Regions from separate parts of the Mus musculus genome. Here region 2 is linked to region 1. Evidence: chromatin contacts called from public Hi-C data. All regions are on one chromosome and are shown on one strand. The core of a region is the stretch at or near the end of the contact, and the rest is flanking DNA. Distances in the headings are between cores, read along the strand shown. Region 1 holds the start of Rrm2 (ribonucleotide reductase M2). Region 2 has its middle 28 kb from the start of Gm26211.

Evidence for each region. A called contact is a pair of places that touch in the nucleus more often than the background predicts.
Region 2: a Hi-C map of 8-cell embryo shows a contact between it and region 1, with 2.1 times the contacts expected there. The contact joins the enhancer-like site here to the promoter of Rrm2 in region 1. A contact is called at or near these places in 5 of 39 promoter capture datasets (the 3T3-L1 cell line, embryonic stem cells, macrophages and 1 more), 1 of 15 datasets of contacts at CTCF or cohesin (the G1E-ER4 cell line), 24 of 484 Hi-C or Micro-C datasets (8-cell embryo, the AML12 cell line, the C10 cell line and 12 more), 3 of 115 datasets of contacts at active chromatin or transcription factors (the SCID.adh cell line, embryonic stem cells and memory CD8 T cells) and 2 of 9 other capture datasets (adipose tissue and pancreatic islet).

What each region holds. Positions count from the first base shown.
Region 1 is chr12:24,706,153-24,711,397 of GRCm38.p6, forward strand. It overlaps Rrm2 (ribonucleotide reductase M2), which reads left to right and starts at 2,102. Exons shown (of 10, transcript NM_009104.2): 1 at 2,102-2,293; 2 at 2,408-2,482; 3 at 2,787-2,933; 4 at 3,173-3,289; 5 at 4,205-4,338. The coding sequence starts at 2,195.
Region 2 is chr12:24,748,022-24,753,237 of GRCm38.p6, forward strand. No RefSeq gene overlaps it. Among named protein-coding and RNA genes, the nearest start is that of Gm26211, 28 kb to the right of the region's middle. Within about 2 kb of position 2,385, at least 5 of the 459 cell types and tissues checked have an H3K27ac peak or open chromatin away from gene starts, as enhancers often do. A contact at or near this core is called in 8-cell embryo and morula, where this site is marked.

The DNA.
Region 1 (5,245 bases), core at 852-3,351:
TGGGAAGAAAGCAATGAATTTCGCACATGTGTAGAAGGGAGTGAAGCAACTGCAAGTTGGAGACAGCAAATGGACACTGGTGGGCGAACCCTGGGGAGTTCTCTTTTCCTTGCTTTCTTTTTTATATTTTTTGGGATATATGTAGTCCTGGCTGTCCTGGAACTCATTTATATAGACCAGGGTGGCCTCAAACTCAAAAGATCTGCCAGCTTCTGCCTCACAGATGCTAAGATTAAAGACCAGGGCCATCATGCCCTGCTCGGTTTTTCCGTATGTTGGGAACATTACTAATAAAAAGGTGCGAGTGTCTGACAAGATGTCTCAGCAGCCAACCCTAACCTCATAAATTCCACCCCTGTGACCCCACAGAATACAAGAGAACCAACTTCCATAAGTGGGCCTCTGACCTTCGCACTACACCCTCGTCTCACACAAAATTAATTTAAAAAGAAGAAAGAAAAGGAGTTAGCAAGGGTCTAAAGTTGTGGGACCTTGGGTAGTTTCCAGGTCCCTCAGGCCTTTACTTCAGTTACCTATAAAACAGGCCTAAAAATACCCGTTTTCCCTTTCCATCTGGATTAAACATGTATATGATGATCAAGCTGTACAGGGACTGTGAGTGCTGACAGCTGAGAGGATTTGGCGGGGAAACGCTGGATGCCTGCGGGGACTCGGTTTCCACATCTAAGGTCACCTGAAAGCGGACTTGCCCTTGAGTGACCGCAGCGCGCGCGGGCCGGTGGGGCTGGGAATCTTGAAGTTGAACCAACCAATCACAGAGCAGAGGTTAAAAACCGCGCCAGAAGCAAAAGCGCTCAGCTCCTGACAGGTCCCGGTACAGGGGAACCTAGGCGGGGCTGCCCACTAAGCTCAGCCTGCTTGGCGGGAGGAAGAGGCGTTTGGAGGAGGTTGTGAGCAGGGAGAAGAGAATGGCGGCGACCTTCTCCTTCCCTCAGTGGTCGAGTGTTATTTTAGTAGCCAGACCTCATTTGTACTGAGTACACCAGGAGCTAGAGGAGCCAAAGGCAAACCCCTCGGATAACGGAGGAATGGAATGTGAATTAGAAATTATATGTTAAAAAAAAGAACTGACAATTTTGCTAGAGGTGATTTAAAATATTTATCGATATGGCCCAGTTAGCTTAGCATGGAAGAAGTCCTGGGTTTTGTCCCCAGCATCAATAAATTGTGCAGCGGTGGATGCCGCCTGCTTTAACTTTGAGCTGCCACATGGTGTTCAGAGATTTTTTACAGCATCTACAGTGAGAGAACTTAGGACACAAGCAGAGGGGAGCCTCCCCTCGTCCTCTTTTAAAATATTTGACCTGGGAGAGTCAGTGGAGCCTTCCCAGGTTCCACGTTTTTCCCCGGGATCTCAGTGTCCCATCTCAGCGCTTTATCTCTGGTATCTTGGACCCCGTAGGGCAAATCAGAAAGATGGAAACTTGAGTTCTTGTCTCCACCCTCACCACAGGAATTTGCAGATTCGTCTTTAGACTACTGGACGCCCAGAGTCGTAAAATGAATGTATGACTCGTCACCATCCTGTGAGCTTCCTGGAATTTGTAATCGTCTGGCAGCTTTTAAACTAATTGGGACAGAGGGGACAGGGGTCTGACAGGAGGGGCAGGGTAGAAAAGGAACCCAAGGCTGCATCCGTACCCCTTCATGAGTTTGAAGACAGCTTTTTAGGGAACCCTAGTTTGAGGACCCCCTTAATCCCACAAGGCCGGTGCGATTGCTCGGGACCCCGAATCTCTTTAAGAAACCAGGGTCCCCCGCACCCCTCTACTTGGGACATGAAGACAGTCAAGGCGACGTGTCCCAGAGGCCAGCAGCGTCACTCCACCCTTGGCACCAACCTCAGCGGCAACGCCCGCCCGGCGACCCCCTGCGCGCTCAATCCCCAAGGCTCTCGCAATCCTAACCGGTTCCGGCCCCGCGAGCGCCCGCGCACCCGGCCGGCGCAGGCTCCTTAAAGGTCTTTGTGCGGAAGGCCTGCGGCGCAACTCAAATCTCCCGCGCTGGGCGGCGAGCGGGGTCAGCGGCGTCCAATGGGAGGCGAGGCCACGCCCCCTCGGAGCGCGCGGTTGGGTGGCTCTTTAAAGGGCGCGGGCGCTGGCAGTCGGCGGTGCACCGGATTCCAGCTGTTTTCGCCTGCTCCTCGCCGTCTCCGCCGCTGCCCTCGTTCGCCATGCTCTCCGTCCGCACCCCGCTCGCCACCATCGCTGACCAGCAGCAGCTGCAGTTGTCGCCGCTGAAGCGACTCACCCTGGCTGACAAGGAGAACACGGTGAGGGCGGCCCAGGTGCCGGCTGGGTTGGATGTGCACTGGCAGGTCGTGGGTTCCCGGACCCGGGAGGGTGGAGGGTGCCTACCGCCATTCACCACGCGTGTCCCCCTACAGCCCCCGACTCTCAGCAGCACCCGCGTCCTGGCCAGCAAAGCTGCGAGGAGAATCTTCCAGGACTCCGCCGAGCTGGTGAGTGGCCCGTGTGGGGCTGAGGTGGGTCGCTTAGGCTCCCAGTAGAGGGCGCCCGCTCGTTGGCGCTAAATCTGCATTGTCCCAGCTGAATTATTTGACTCTTCTTTCCCGCCAAAGTGTCTCCTCAGAATGTCCTACTCGGGTCGGCCTATGGTAATAGTAGAGTGCAGCGTGACAGCTAAGCACACGAGATTACCAATCGTTGAAAGTACTCGATCTGATGAGACACTGGCTAGCAGTTTCCTGCGGTTCGGTTGGCATTTGGGGGTTGGTTCACTTGGCACTCTCTCTCATCCAACAGGAAAGTAAAGCGCCTACTAACCCCAGCGTTGAGGATGAGCCGTTACTGAGAGAAAACCCCCGCCGCTTCGTTGTCTTTCCCATCGAGTACCATGATATCTGGCAGATGTACAAGAAAGCCGAGGCCTCCTTTTGGACTGCCGAGGAGGTAATCGTTCAGGACTTGCTGTGTGTCAGAAGGCTCCCGCATGGCCGTCACAACTTTTTGCCCTTGGGAATGGTAGCTCACTGAGATATTGGGTGTTCCCTGAAACAAAGGGAATAATGGATGTGAAGAATTCGGTAATGAGATGGTTTGGGGGACTTCAGTTTTAAAGTGTGTGTGTATGAGAGAGAGAAAGAGAGAGAGACCTACAGACCTGCTAATCGTGAACTTCTAAACTTCAGGTGGACCTTTCCAAGGATATTCAGCACTGGGAAGCTCTGAAACCCGATGAGAGACATTTTATATCTCACGTTCTGGCTTTCTTTGCAGCGAGTGATGGCATAGTCAATGAGAACTTGGTGAGTTGGCATGAAATACCCATAATTCACTTAGATCCAGAACTGGTTCCTGGCTCTCTATCTTTTGCCCTGAAGCGGGGCTGGAGGGATAGATGACTGACTCCAGTCTCCGCTCTGGTTAACACACTTCCTGCTTGGGCGGAAGACCCAGGTTCTGTTATGAGTTACCCCTGTTGGACTGCTTCCCATCTGCTGGTGAGCTCCTCTCACCAAGGCAACTCTGACCTTGGGCACTTGCCTATACATGCACGGACCCATTCCCAGGCAAGCACAAGCAAAACAAACTTTTTAAGAGCTATGAATGTTATGTTAACGTTCATCATGTTAGTCTTTCCCTCTGCTAAGGAGCAGTAGTGAGTTTTTCTCTTTGTACCTACATGCTTAACTTTTTGTGGATTTCTATAAGACTTTGGTTGTATACTTCTTAACTCTAAGTGGGTCCTTGGAATGAACTGAAACAGAATTAGGGAATAACAGTGTTAAAAGAAACCCTGTGGGGCCTGGTGTGTGCCACAGAGGTTAGGAGCACATGATAGTTTTGTTAAAATAAATGGCAAACTAGGAGTTATGTGTTTCCTAATTGGTAAATTGAGCGTATGACGTGAAATAATGAGCTTGCTTGCAAATCATGAAGAACTAATAAAAATATAGGATTAAACTGTATTAAATATATACCTGGGTTTTTTGTTTTGTTTTACTTACATTTTTGAAGCAAGGTCTCACAGTAATCCTGGCTGGCCTAGAATAGAATTCAGTAAGTACACCAAAATGGCCTCTTACTCAGATTCCCCCTTCACTGTTGCTGCAGGCCTAGGAACAATCCCAGCAGGCCGGGCCACTCTACTGGTAGTGTGGAGAAAGTGAAGCAACCAGTAGTTCTTCAAATTTAACTTTGGCTCATTTTACTACCACTAGGTGGAGCGATTTAGCCAAGAAGTTCAAGTTACAGAGGCCCGCTGTTTCTATGGCTTCCAAATTGCCATGGAAAACATACACTCTGAAATGTACAGTCTCCTTATTGACACTTACATTAAAGATCCCAAGGAAAGGTGAGTATCCACACACTCTGCCAAGGTGCCTGGGACTCACTCACTGCTTTATTTCCAGTATTTTTGCTCATAAAGGGGAAATGAGCAGAATGACAAGCGGACTGTCAGTAGATGTTTCTATGACCCTTAGTCAAGACTGCCTCCAGCTTTTGTGTGTGGTAGCTTGTGTCTATTTCCAGCTCCCAGAGATCAGTGCAGCAGCATTGTCAAGAAGTCAAAGGCTAGTCAGACTGCATACTGTGTCAAAAACAAAACCAACCCCAGGGGCTGGAGAGATGACCACTGAGGTTTAGAAGGCACTGTGGCTCCTGCAAAGTATGGTTTACTGCTTACCAGTTTTAGTTCTTAGCTCCCACGGGACACCTCACAAGGCTGTAAGTCCAGTCACAGGGAAGTGGTGCCCTCTTCTGGCCTCCATGGGCATCACACATAAGGTGTCTGACACGTTAAGGCAAAACATACATTAAAAGTTAAGTTTAAAGCCGGGCGGTGGTGGCGCACACCTTTAACCCCAGCACTTGGGAGGCAGAGGCAGGCAGATTTCTGAGTTTGAGGCCAGCCTGGTCTACAGAGTGAGTTCCAGGACAGCCAGGGCTACACAGAGAGACCCTGTCTCAAAACCAAAACCAAAAAAAACCAAAAACAATTAAATTTAAAGACGTGGCTATGAATGAGTATGAAACCAAAGTGGAGGTGAGGGGAATTGCTTTAGACAATATTGAGTCAAAAGGTTTATTTTAGACCAGTTTAGCTGACATTGCTCTGCTAGGACATTATAGAAAAATTAAGAAGGCGTTTGTGTTATGGAGGGAGACTGGGAAGGACTGGTAGGGTTATGGTGGCAGTGAGTGCCAGGATGGGAAGCAGACGTGGAAGTAATGAATCAGGCCTACGCTGTGCCTGTTGT
Region 2 (5,216 bases), core at 1,135-3,634, 42 kb after region 1:
TGTACTCTCAGACCGATGATCTGATTGTCCTCCCACAACACCCTGAGCTCTTCAGAAGAGCATGTGTGCCCCACAGGAGTGACTTTTCCTTTTAATGATAGAATTCCTGCCCCCGATGAGAAACAGAAGGAAATTGACATGGCAGCAGAAGGCCTTTCTGGAGTTTGCTAAATTATGCAGACTCCCATGGGTGGAACTGGGGGGACAGGTCTAGTGTCACAAGCTCCCTAAGCAAGATAGCATCTCCCTGATGGGGCTTGGAATCCTGGCAACTGGTGAGGATGTCAGAGGAGAAAGTTGCACAAGCCAGATGCTGGGATTGCTGTCTCATGTGACATCTTTGAGGGGTGGAGGTGACAGTGGCATTCCTATAGCTGGCCCTGAGCTTTTGACAAAGATAACATACATTAGCCCATTCTCCCCACCCCACAAAGAGACAGAAACTGTTTCCCGCGTACATTGATAGGTGATGGCTTCTTTGTCATTTCACAATCAACTGGTTTTCTCCATGCCCTGCAGGGTCTCTCTCATCAGGAGGCGACCAGATCACCCAGGGAGCTCCTCTGCCTGATATACTGCGCCAAGTCTCCCATACCCAACACAGGGGAGGTTTCCTCCGAGCGTGTCTCTCAGGGGAGGCTCGCTGGGCCAAAGGTGCAGGGCAGCCTGCTACTCTCCCCCATGCTTTGCTTTGGTTGATTTTTCCTTTTCTTGCTCATTGGTGAACTGGCAAGGCACTGTGAAATCAAAATCCACATTTTGCTTCTAAATACATTTCCCATAGCCAGTTTTGTCTCCCTCAAAGCCACTGGAATCTCAACAAAAGTGTCACAAGCTAGTGTCACTGAAGTGTCACCATCAACTGAAGTGTCACAAGGGTTCATGATTACTACCCTTCTGTCCATCAGAATTGCTTTGCACCACACCCTCAAGGGACTACATGATGACTTAAGACACTGTAAATTAGCCATTGGGGAGGGGGTGGTGGCTACACCTTTAATCCCAGTACTCAGAAGGCAGAGGCAGGTGGATCTCTGTGAGTTTGAGGCTAGCCTGGTCTATAGAGTGAGTTCCAGGATAGCTAGGGCTGCTACGCAGAAAAAAACGTGTCTCAAAATACTACAAAACCAAAATAAGACAAAAAAATGAGTAATAAATAAAAACTACCATAAAACAGTGAATTAAGTATAGTATGAACTTACAATGCTAAAATTAAATATTTTAGGAAATTACTTTCTTTACCGTTGCAAATGACTAGCTTGTGTGTGTCTGTGTGTGTGTGTGTCTGTGTGTATGTGTGTCTTATGATATTCACATACTATATTTTATTGACTTAAACTTCAGCAATGTCAGACAAGACCTGAGGGTACAATGGTCATACCAGATCAAGCCTTGTCCTAGACTCTCAGTCTCAAGAGAGAAAGGAGTTCCAGTGACCAGTGAGGGAAGGGACAGGCTCTGTACTCTCTAACAAAACTTCTCTTCTGCATCTGGTGTCTAAATTAGCTGACATGCCTCCGGCGTTTCTCCACTTTGCTCCAGCGATTCGAACATCACTGAAATCCAGGGTTAACCTCTAATTTTCCAGATCTGATGATTTCCAACCATAAGTGGACAGACTCTTTCAGGTTCTCATTTAAAAGGAAGGGAAAAAAACCAATCAAACAAAACAGCTCTTAAGACTGACAACCAGGGCTGGTGAGATGGCTCAGTGGGTAAGAGCACCCGACTGCTCTTCCGAAGGTCCGGAGTTCAAATCCCAGCAACCATATGGTGGCTCACAACCATCCGTAATGAGATCTGACTCCCTTTTCTGGAGTGTCTGAAGACAGCTACAGTGTACTTACATATAACCAATAAATAAATCTTTAAAAAAAAAAAAAAAGACTGACAACCAAATCTCCAACTGCAGATGTGCCTACAGTAGTTCCCCTAGACTTCCCAGCATCTGGTGTAGTGTGGACCTGGGGCCTCCAGCTTGGCTCCCTGGAGCCCAGTCCCTTCCCAAGGCTAACAGGAAACAACCTTCTCCACTTCTGAGCAGAGCATGGTCAGAGATCAGAACCATCAGCCTGCCTCCTGCTGGCTTATTGGCCTTACCCCCAGAGCCTCCTGCAGTTGCACCAAACACTGAGGCTACCTGGGCCTCACATTTCTATAGTGATAGTCTAGCTCTTGGTTGCTTGGTGTCCAGCTGAGTGAATGCTCTGTCCAGCCAGCAGCTTTTATCAGCCCCGTGTTGGCTCCTCTCTTCCTGCCTGGCAAATGTTACCACTCAGCACTTCAGTCTTCCATGAGAATTCATCTTTGCTCTGTTCTCCCCGAATCCCACCTCTAGGCCTAACTGGACAGTGCAGTATGGGCCCCAGAAGCTTGCCCAAATGAACACAACATCCCTTAGGACTTACACAGCAGCAGGCATGGTGATGTGGTCTTTCTGTAGCATTTGTAACACACAGTGAAGAATTTGTGCATCTGTAGTTTTGTTTTTATGTTTTAGAGACAGGGGCTCATCTATCCCAAGATGATGGTGGTGAACTTGCTTTTTAAAAAGGAATGAACTTGAACTTCTGATCCTCCTGCCTCCGCCTCCCGAGTGCTGAGATTATAGGCATGTGTCGCCGTGCAGTGCTGGTGGATCAAATCCGGGGCTTTGTGCATGCCAGGTGTGGCAGTTTGAACATACTTGGCCCAGGGAGTGGCACTATTAGGAGGTGTGGCCTTGCTGGAGGAAGTGTGTCACTGTAGGGCTGGGCTTTGAGACCCTTCTAGCTGCCTAGAAGACAGATGTCTTAGGGTTTCCATTGCTGTAAAAAGACACCATGATTAAAGCAACTCTTTTAAAGCACGGCATTTCATTGGGGCTGGCTTACAGGTTCAGAGGTTCAGGTATCATCAGGCAGGCAGCATGGCAGCATCCAGGCAGATTTGGCGCTGGAGGAGGGCCTTCCCTCACTCTTGTCACGTGACTTGGTAACCTTGTAGGGCTGGGTTCTCAATTTTCTTAGTGCCGAGACCTTTTAGTACAGTTCCTCAGGTTGTGGTGAACCCCAACCATAATACTGTTTCATTGCTACATCATAACTGCCATTTTGTACTGTTGTATAATGTGAAAGTTTGATATGCGACCTCAAAGGGGTCAGACTCACAGGTTGAGAATCACTGCTCTAGGGTGTTGTTCTGGTTAGTTTGTATCAACTGGACACAAACTAGAGTCATCTAGGAGAGGGAATGTCAACTGAAGGATTGGGTCCACGAGCCTGGCCCATGAGCAAGTGTGTGAGGCATTTTCTTGATTAATAATTGATGTGAGAGGCTCCGCCCACTGTGGCCATTGCCACCCCCCCCAACCCCCCACCCCACGCCGCCGGGCAGGCGGTCCTGGCTTGTGTGAGAAGGCAAACTTGGGAACTCTATTTTAGTTCCTGCTTGTTTCTTTCAATGATGGACTGAATACCTCAACTAATAGGAGCAGGATAAGTATACAACAAAGACAAGTTCCTTTAAAAAATTGCCTGGTACTGGAGAGATGGCTCAGTGGTTAAGAGTACTGACTGCTCTTCCAGAGGTCCTGAGTTCAATTCCCAGCAACCACATGGTGGCTCAGAACCATCTGTAATGGGATCTAATGCCCTCTTCTGGTGTGTCTGAAGACAATTACAGTGTACTCATTTACATAAAATAAATAATTAATTTTTTTTTTATTTTTAAGAATCCCCTATACCTAAATCTAGATTGGTGGAATAACTTGGTACAGATGTTTGTGGATTTTAGGCATTAAAACCCTGTAGGATATTCACTCGATGTCATAGTTCAGCTCCTGAACCTGAATTGTGGCCCTGATCGATAAGTCCTGGGGCATATTGTAACCAGTGAGCCAAACCCTTCCCTCCCCAAAGCTGGTTTTGCTCTTGTGTTTATCACAGCATCAGGAAGCAAACTAGGACAGAGAGAGGGGGGTGCTCTTTTACATGCTAGCAAACAGAGGTTTGAAGCAGCTGGGTAAACAACCCAGCAACACATAACCACCTATCAAGCCGGGTCTAGATTTATTCTCAGTGCACCTCACCTGCCGGCCTGTTCTCTACTCTCTCCAGCTCTTCTTTGCCAGTTCGTTCACTGAGTTCTCTGGTGCTTAACTGCACAGGAGTTCTTATTGGAGAAAAGAGGAGGGGTCCCTGAGCCCAGGGAACTTGAGGGGCCCTGGCATGTGGAGGAGGCTTGCGAGCCCCTCAAACCCTTCTGTATCGGCCTTTCCTCTCCTCCCAGCTAGCTGAGATCTAGAGGAGTGGCATGTGTGTACCTGGGTCTTGTCTCATCAGTGACACCTGCTAGCTCAGGGACCATAAACAGCTGCATCTCCACTCTGCATCTCAGCTCTCATCTGCAGCTCAGGCCTGAGGGTGTGTGCATGTGTGTAAGGGGTCACTGTAAGGGCTGTGTAGGCAAAGGGAGACACATGGAAACTGTCCTGCGTTGCATGGCTACATCACTGTAATGGAGCTAAATATGGGGAATTAATTTTTTTTGAAGGGTTTTGTTTGTTTGTTTGGTTTTTCGAGACAAGGTTTCTCTGTACAGCCCTGGCTGTCATGGTGCTCACTCTGTAGCCCAGCCTGGCCTCGAATTCACAGAGATCCACCTGCCTCTGCCTCCCAGGGTTATGGGATTGAAGGCCCAGCTGAACTTCCTTTGAGATTTATTTTTTATTGTTTTTAACCATAAGTCTGATCTGTGCGAATGCCAGAGGAAGCCAGAGGCGTCAGATCCTTTGGAGCTGGTGTAAGCCACTCTGTATGGGTGCTGGGATCTGAACTCCGGTCCTCTTTAAGGAAGGGCAGTGCATTCTTTTAACCATTGGGACATCCTTCCAGCTGTGGCTTGTTCTCTTTGTGATTGAATCTTTTGGGTAGCACAGGCTGGCCTAGCTGTCCTGGAACTCATTTTGTAGACCAGGTTTCTTGTGCGCGCTCGACTGGCCAGGAAGAACGACGCTGCAACAGGATCCTTCTGCACACGTTTATTGGGAGAGCTTGATTGTAGAGGCGAAAAGACCCCGAGCCCAGAACTGGTGCTGCTTTTATAGGCCTAGGAGAGGCGTGTCTTACACCTGGATTGGTTATGCACTACGCCTCATTTGCATGTCTCACATCTGATTGGTTATACTCTCAGTACCTTACAGAACCTCATTATCATGCCCGGGCCAGGCAGTGTCT